Regions from separate parts of the Zea mays genome. Here regions 2 and 3 are each linked to region 1. A link is a contact called in public Hi-C data. All regions are on one chromosome and are shown on one strand. Each heading gives the region's core, a stretch centred on a gene start, on an enhancer-like site or on the middle of the called end of the contact. The rest is flanking DNA. Distances are from core to core; before and after follow the strand shown. Region 1 holds the start of LOC606427 (phosphoenolpyruvate carboxylase kinase 2). Region 2 has its middle 23 kb from the start of LOC100101512. Region 3 holds the start of LOC100285115 (phenylalanine ammonia-lyase).

Evidence for each region. Hi-C and Micro-C count contacts between places; a contact is called where the count stands out from the background.
Region 2: a Hi-C map of bundle sheath shows a contact between it and region 1, with 2.1 times the contacts expected there. The contact joins the enhancer-like site here to the promoter of LOC606427 in region 1. A contact is called at or near these places in 2 of 25 Hi-C or Micro-C datasets (bundle sheath and leaf).
Region 3: a contact with region 1 is called in a Hi-C map of endosperm, with 5 times the contacts expected there. The contact joins the promoter of LOC100285115 here to the promoter of LOC606427 in region 1. A contact is called at or near these places in 4 of 25 Hi-C or Micro-C datasets (bundle sheath, ear, endosperm and 1 more).

The regions. Positions count from the first base shown.
Region 1 is chr4:148,245,090-148,247,880 of Zm-B73-REFERENCE-NAM-5.0, forward strand. LOC606427 (phosphoenolpyruvate carboxylase kinase 2) reads left to right here and starts at 1,335. Exons shown (of 2, transcript NM_001112302.2): 1 at 1,335-2,202; 2 at 2,320-2,709. The coding sequence starts at 1,362. The coding sequence ends at 2,375.
Region 2 is chr4:147,827,537-147,830,327 of Zm-B73-REFERENCE-NAM-5.0, forward strand. No RefSeq gene overlaps it. Among protein-coding and RNA genes, the nearest start is that of LOC100101512, 23 kb to the left of the region's middle. Within about 2 kb of position 1,330, at least 10 of the 20 cell types and tissues checked have an H3K27ac peak or open chromatin away from gene starts, as enhancers often do. A contact at or near this core is called in bundle sheath and leaf, where this site is marked.
Region 3 is chr4:148,642,676-148,645,466 of Zm-B73-REFERENCE-NAM-5.0, forward strand. It overlaps LOC100285115 (phenylalanine ammonia-lyase), which reads right to left and starts at 1,367. Exons shown (of 2, transcript NM_001158010.2): 1 at 734-1,367. The coding sequence starts at 1,143.

The DNA.
Region 1 (2,791 bases), core at 85-2,584:
GGCGGGTCCCTGCCTGGTGCGGCAGCAGGCTGCTTATCGCCGAGTGGTGGGGAAGTGGCGTAGTGCCGGGGCCCACGTAATTTAAAGCCGTCTGCGTTGAGGTGGCCATCCATGCGCGCCCATCATGCACCCGCGCCCTGATTGAGAAGGGGGGGCTACAGAACAAGACACCAACCGGACGATAAACAAGTTTGCTTTCGTTAGCAGACAACAATGTCTTTAGCAGGTTCTTTCCAGCTCTTGCATCTATAACAGCTCCTCCCGCCTGGGCTCCTCCAGTCCACCCATAGCCATAGGTAGGATATGCTTATCCGAGGAAATCACAAAGCTGCGCAACCTATCTAGATATGTTTGGTCGTTTGGAAGATTGAATTGGGGAAGTAGGAAATTCCATAGCAGCTGTTCAGCAAAGGTATATACTTTGGTGATATAGTTGGTATGTTGTAGACAATGAGACGGAGAGAACGAAATTTAGAAGAAGTTGCTTGAGACGGCGATAATATAGAGAGTTGTAATCTTTTAGAATGCACTATAAAAGATGAGAAGTGTTTGTTTAGAAGATGAAATTTAGGAGACATCGTTTAGAGATGGACGAGCTTTTTGATGGGACGTGAATGGATTTTTTCACGCAGCACAATGATGTTTGCTTTTTTGAATTGGACGGCACCATTATATTTATTTGGGAGGTCCAATTATTTTGCCTTATCCGAACTTATGGGCTGCATAATTTGGTGGGTGGTAGCTAGTGGTTTGCCAACGCATCAGAGAAACACTGCTTTTTTGCTTTTTTTTGTGCACTTGTGCCTCAACAAATTCCTCGGTTTTGGAGCAAACTGTGCTCGACACCCTCTCTATTAGTGGAAGCAGCCACATAATCAAATCAACTGCTGATTGCGACAGCAGGCGTTTGGCAATCGAGTCCCTCGTTTGTTGATTTGTTTATCGCGTGTTTTGTCTATATAGATTGCACTGCAGCCGTCTGAACAGCTAGTTTTAATCCGACGTCTACTTGAACTTTTCCATTAGATCGTACATTTTATTATAAAAGAAATCATATATAGCCCAGATGGCTAGCATACACGTTTGCGCGTAAGATTTCCGTTTACACCTCGGTCTGATTAGTGCTAACCGGACCTGTTTGGAGCCATGCCAAATACTAGTAGTAGGATCGAGAGACAAACCACGACGTACGAGGGCATTTGAGGAAATGAGAGAAAAAAACACTGTTCGCTCGCGGTCCCGGTCAGGCGCGGATCCGAATATTCCGCCTGGCCGTAGCTCCCACTCATGTCTTTAAATAGGCCACCCGGCCCCTCCTCCGAACGAGGTAACCCAAAAGACCAGAGAGAAATTACTGAAGCATGAGCGCGGAGCTGAAGAGGGACTACGAGATCGGCGAGGAGATCGGGCGCGGCCGCTTCGGGGTGGTCCACCGCTGCACGTCCCGCGCCACCGGGGAGGCCTACGCCGTCAAGTCCGTGGACCGGTCGCGGCTGGGCGACGACCTGGACCGCGAGCTCGCGCAGCTGGAGCCGAAGCTGGCACAGCTCGCCGGCGCGGGCAACCCGGGCGTGGTGCAGGTGCACGCGGCGTACGAGGACGAGGCGTGGACGCACGTGGTCATGGACCTGTGCCCGGGCCCGGACCTGCTGGAGTGGGTGGGCCGCCGCCGCGGCGCGCCCGTGCCGGAGCCCGTGGCCGCCGCCATCGTCGCGCAGGTCGCGCAGGCGCTCGCGCTCTGCCACCGCCGCGGCGTCGCCCACCGCGACGTGAAGCCCGAGAACATCCTCATCGACGCCGCCGCCGGGAGCGACGACGACGAGGAGGACGAGGCCGAGGCGGCGCCGCGCGCGCGCCTGGCGGACTTCGGGTCGGCGGCGTGGGTGGGCGCCGGTGGGCTCGGGCGCGCCGAGGGCCTTGTGGGGACGCCCCACTACGTGGCGCCCGAGGTGGTGGCCGGCGGCGAGTACGGCGCCAAGGCGGACGTGTGGAGCGCCGGCGTGGTGATGTACGCGCTGCTCTCCGGCGGCGCGCTCCCCTTCGGCGGCGACAGCGCCGCGGAGGTGCTGGCGGCCGTGCTGCGCGGCAGCGCGCGCTTCCCGCCCAGGCTCTTCGGCGGGGTGTCGCCCGCCGCCAAGGACCTGATGCGGCGCATGATCTGCCGCGACGAGTGGAGGAGGTTCACCGCCGAGCAAGTCCTCGGTGAGTTTTTTCGTTCGTTCCCCCGACAACCTCTCTCCTGCTCCGTTGATTTGATTTCCCCTTGTTCGTCGATGCAGTTTATCTAACAGATCTGCCGTTGGTAATAAAATAATGCAGCTCACCCGTGGATCGTGAGTGGCGGAGGAGCCCGGGCAATGGAGCGGCCAACCTGAGGAGGAATCCAGACGGACGTGTATTGCCGTAGAGCACTCAGGCACGGCAAGGAATCCCGGACGTTATGTATGAGGTTTTTGTACGTACGTACGTAGTAGTGTACGGTAGCTGCTGCCAGCTGCAGAGCAGATCGATCGGCAAAAGAAGCTTTATAGGCTTGTGGTTTTCCTTTGCCCCCGGGTTTTTGGGGACGCTCTTTACCTAGCGGAGCAGAGAGCACCCGTTTTCCGATGTGCTGGTTTTCCTAGCTGGATGTACATACACTGACCGTCTTTTGTACAGATGGAGTGTGGTGTTGGATACATAAATAAAAAAAAACCAAGCCTTTGTACTCCCTTCACATCTTTTTTTTTCCTTTTTACGTTTCATGCGTTTCTGATGCTACGAGGTGTGTGGGAAAACCATTTCAGTTCGT
Region 2 (2,791 bases), core at 80-2,579, 420 kb before region 1:
TCAGCTGCTTTACTGTTCAATGCATGTGTAGCGGGCGTTTTGGTCCCCGGGAAGTCGCGCCGGGGACGAATCATGTGCCCCGCCGTCGCCGTCGAGAAAGGAGAGCGACTTGGTGGATGATACTATAGAATAATACACCGTCAGTTGTGGACGATGTCAGCGGCAAAACAGCGTAGCTAAAGTATTTGGCTAATTGTACCGTCGACCATGCAACGCGATACGTACCGTACGGTCGCTATGACGAACGGGCACGAGCTAGTACGCGCGCGAACGAAAATACAAGCAAGTTTGTATTATTGCTAGCTGATGTAGTCTTCTCCGTGACGAAGTGGCGTTCCAGGATTGCCGTGTGTGACCAGGCCAGCAGCTATCTTGCGACATTTTTTTTTTTAATTTTGAACTCAAAGTGTGGCTAACAGCTGCACCACAATTAAAGTTTCCCGGTGGCTGCGCGGCGGTACAGTAGTTAAGTAATTAACCGACGACGGTTTGCCTAGTTCAGACAGAGAGGTGTATAAAAGTTGCACGCTTTCAGCTGGTTAGCCCGCCAGTTGCATTGCCTACCTGTGTGCCAAGTTGATTTTGATGGACACGTACGTACGTACACGTGGGAGATATGTACGTCGGCGGTCATGACAAGCAGTCAGGTAGGTTAAAATCTAGACGAGCGAGCTGAGATAGAGGCCACCAAAGTGAGATATACGCGACAGTGAGATAGAGACCGCGACGGCTGCGACCCGACTGCATCCAATCCGGAGCAATGGATCGCGTCTAGGTCGACCGCGCACGCACCTCGACCTCGACCTCGACCTCGACCTCGACGGATAAGCCTAGAGCTAGCGATGATCCAGAGATGCCACTGTCTCTGTCTGCCGCCGGGGAGACGAAGTCGGCGATTGGATGGGCTTTGAGCATGCACTGCATGAGAAGTTTCTTGCGGCGATTGGTCGCCAAACACACAGTGGAGCGCGCAGCGGCGTTGATGGTTTCTGGGTCAATATATTTGGCCAAGGTGAGGTGAGGTGAGGTGAGGACGACGTGTGCGGCTGCCGGCTGCGACCGCGGTACAACAAGCCCCTGGCGATGAATTCTAAAACGAAGTTTAATGCACTGGGTTCTTTCGTTTCGACAAATTACGAAAGGCCGAGCGAGGGGAATCGAACCGGCCGTCGTCGTCATGACAAACTTCACTTGGACCCCATGGACTGAGGTCCGAAGAAACCGATGAAGCAGAAGTTTCTTTGCGTGGAGGGGTGGAGCACATGCTCGCCCCCATCTTATTCTTATGGAATATGGATTGACCAGACCGAGGAAAGTCCCTGCTAGGCTGCTACAGTGATGCTGCTGGTACTCTGTACTGTGCTGCGAGGCAGCTCAACGGTCAACGTGCCCTCGTGCGCGGGTCCGCCGAGTCAAACCTATACTAGTACAGTTTACTACTAGGTGCGACGCCTTGCCTTCTGGCCTTCTATTGGCGGACTCTGCCTTCAAAGTCCTACTTAATTTTTTTATATATATATTAGCCTTTTAAAAAAACTTTTACACTGAGTTATCTAGCCCAACAATATATCTTTTAATTCTAGGGTTCGACGTCATGATCTATGATGTCAAACTTATACGATTCGATGTTATAAATTATGATACCAAATTACCAACACCTACATCGCTGTAAAAGTGAGCGATGTACGTTATAACCTATTACACCGAGCCAGTGCCATGGACCATGGCGACGAGGGTCCGACACCATGGTCATAGCTTCTCCCTTTTCAACCTCACTCGCACTTTCTCATGTCAAAAGTATTTCGTCGTCAGTGTCTTTAGCTACCATATGATGTCCTTCACCCGCTCCCAAACACCCCACCCCTCATCCGAGGTTGCCCACGCCCTAGGACCTGCCCACCAATGCAGTCAACCCCACCCATGCGCCCACCCTCTATCTCCTCGCTCCTGCCTCGCCCTTCGTCTTCGGCCACGTCGCCTACATTAAATTATGAAAGTTAGTTTTTTCATTCATACTTTATTTATTGTTGTAATTAGTAAGAGTTACTATTTATTATGTTTTTTTAACTTGGCGCTATATGTAGTTAGGTTTTTAGTTAGTCGGGTATATAGTTATATATTATTTTGCTAGTAACTTACACAAAATTTCGTTAGATACTCCCTCCATCCAAAAAACAGGGCGTATAATTTTTTGGATTTTATCCTAAAAACAAGGTGTATTAGCATTTCTATCCCCATTTTAGACGCATATGCACCCTTCTCCCTGGACGCATGATTCCTTGCACCCATGTGCATGCCAGTTTCCTTGTGTGGCTGAATTTTTTGTTTTTTAATCTTTTTTCGACAAAAATTTACATTTAGGTCTTTGGATGACTTATTTCATGTTTTGGACTCTTTACTCAGCGTCATAGACTATGACACCGAGTCAACATAGCTCGGCGCCATAGGCTATGGTGCGGAGCTCTGAGGTGGCTTCGACGACCAGCAGCGACTAGGGCTACCATGGCGCTGACGGGGTGTCTTAGCTTGGCGCCACAGATCTTGGCGTCGAGCTAGGAAGTCCTATAAATCGGCCGTTCTCCTGGTCGAGAGCTGCGCCCACCTCTTTTTTCTTCTTTCTCTCCATTTCAATCTTCTTCAAAACCGACCAGATTCACATCATAATCGTTGTATTCGAGTTGGAAAATTTTGTAGACCAAGGTATTGTCTCACTGATTTGTTTATTTTGTATATTGCGTTGTATAGTTTTGATTATTAGTTTTGATTGTTGCTCCTAGGATATATAGTTCAT
Region 3 (2,791 bases), core at 117-2,616, 400 kb after region 1:
GACCCGGCCAACTATATGCTGGTATGGTCGGTGGGACAGGAGTGGCCCGCCCGTACGGTGGTAGTGGCACAAGTTTGGGTGTACGCGTGCACCCAAGTTTGGTAGTGGCACCCATCATATTTAACTATTTGTTTTATCCAATCCTTAAACAATAAAGTGAAGAAATTATTATTAAAATACTATTGTTAATAAAACCAATATAATGTTTATATAAATTTTTTTGAATGAAACAAACCGACAAGTAAGACAGCTAAAAGTTTAAAAGGGAGAGAGAGTACATGATAGTGTATAGGATTGGTAGCGGAGTATACTACTACTGTACTCGTAAAGGTTGTAGGCACGAATGATGTGAACTATCTATCTATGGGATAAAAAGTTTGAGGTAGTTTAACGTTTATGCCAACCCACCAACGACCTAGCTAGCTACTAGCACAACTAACTACAACACCCCGAAAAAAAAAGGAAATACTGTATTTCTTGTTTCAGTAACTGATGGGATCCCGTGAACAGCTAGCACATGCAGCTGGCCAAGTCAGAACTGAAGAACTAGCACATGCAACTAGCACATGGCTACTAGCACATGCAGGCGCAGCTGGCGCGACGCTGCGCCTGCGGTGCAGCAGGACCTCGTGAATAAACCGCTAACACTGTTTGATAGGAGCATCTAATCTAACTGCGGAAACTAACAATCCAAACTGAACACGGCTGAGTCAGAACTGAAGAGTGGTCTGACCTGATGAGCTCCCTCTGGAGCGCGCCGCCTTCCTTGGTGCGGCGGTGGGAGGTAGCGCCGAAGCCGGTGGTGACGCCGTAGCTGTCGGTGCCGTTCATCATGCTGCCCATGACCCAGTCGCTGCTGGCCCTGACGCGCTCGCGAGCGGACTCGTCCAGCTCCACGCGGGCCTCGCCGCCCCCGGCGCCCACGGCCACGGCGGCCACCTGCGCGACGCTCAGGCTGGCGCCCTGGATCTTCACCAGCGGGTCGCGGAACTCCGCCACCATCCGCTTCACCTCGTCCAGGTGGCTCCCGGACAGGCCCTCCGCGGCCTTGCCCCAGTTCAGCGGGTCGGCGCGCGGCGCCGGCATGCACAGGCCCTCGCCGTTCAGGGAGGAGCGGACAAGCAGGCCGGCCTCGGACTCCATTGCGGACGGGGACACGTGCGTGCGCAGATGAGCGCGCGCGGACGGAAGTAGAAACTAGCTAGCTAGCTGGGGGAAATTAAAAGCTACTACACAAGAGTAGTACTGCTGGTAACTAACTACTAATGTGGCAGTGCTGTAGACGAAGAGCTGGGGAAAGGTAGGCTCTTCGTCCTGAGGAGAACGGTGCGGGGGAGGGCGGGCTTAATAAATAGCGTGGCCACGGGTGGGAGGGGGAGGTTGTTGGGGTCAGATCAGAGACTGGCATGGCACCGGGGTAGGTTGTTGGCGGGCCGAGCTGACTCCGCGACGACGCCTCCCTGTCCCTTGGATGGGCCGGCCAACCTTCTGCCGCCGGCGCTGGCAGCTTGGCCCGCGCGCAGCCGGTCGTCGCATGGCCGCCTGCCTGGGAATACGACACTCGACATTGACCCGGCGCCGGCCCGTCTGCTCGACGGGGCTCTGGGTAGTCTGGTTGCCGCCGGACGACGGGCGCACGGCACCGCACCAGACGCGGTTGCGCCCGGAGGTGGGCTGGTGGTGGGTGGCCACTGAGTGCGACGGGCTTGGTGGGGGGAGCCCGTGTGTGTCTGGACTGGACGCGAGCTATTGCCCAAGTATTAGGTCTCGGTCAGTCGGGTGTCGAGTTGGTCCGGTCCGTTGCCCCGGACCTTACAGGCTTACACACGCAACCACTGGGAGATTGCAGATGCTGCAAGTATGTCACTAGAAATGGCACGAAATGACGAGTCCACTTCGTTACGTTAGCACTCACGACTCCCTCTCAGCTGTGGCCTCTAGCTCTAGGGCATCAAGCAAGTACACATCAACCGTCCAGAAACTGCGCGCTTGTTTTGCTTTGGTTGCAATTTCTGCCCGACTCTGATAACCGGCCGATTGGAGTAAACAGGGGGAAAAAATGGAGAATCAAGTACTCGACTCAAGTATCGCGAGGTCAAGTTGCCCCCATATAATTCTGCACCAGCAGGAGAACGTCCAAGGAAAGAAAGGCGCTCCAGATCTGGCGCAGCATGCAATCTGTTAACTACTACTTCACCAGCAGCACTAGTCCCCCATGAAGCACTTCGTTGTGTGAACCAACTCAACCAAGTCATTCACTGGAAATGTTGTGGCAAACACTCATTGTTGTTCCCAAGTTCAGAGAACCGTGTCGTGCATGAAATATTCCACGATTCAACATTTTGGACCAAGGAGGAATTGTATTTCTTCCTAGAAAGAAAAAAAAAACCAAAGGCGTAAAATATTGTTGAAAGCGGCGGTCTAGTATTATTTACTTATTTGTTTGTTTGTTTGTACCAGCACTATTATCACTGTAGATGGCCAACTGGCCGGCCCGACACGACCCGGCACGGGCCCGGGGAAGCACGGCCCATCAGCCAACGGGCCGGCCCGGGTATACGGGCTGAACGGGCCGTGCCTAGAGAGCCCACGTGCCTGGCCGTTGGCCCAGGCACGGCCCTCTGGGCCACTTTTTGTGTCGGACCAGCCCGCTAGGCACGCTCAAAAAAACGGGTCGTGCCAGTGCCAGCCCGCTAATGTTCCCAAACAGCAGAAAATATAGATAAATTTAACCAAAGTTAAAAAACAGCAGAAAATATAGACAAATATAATAAATGAGTTGTTTTGTGCA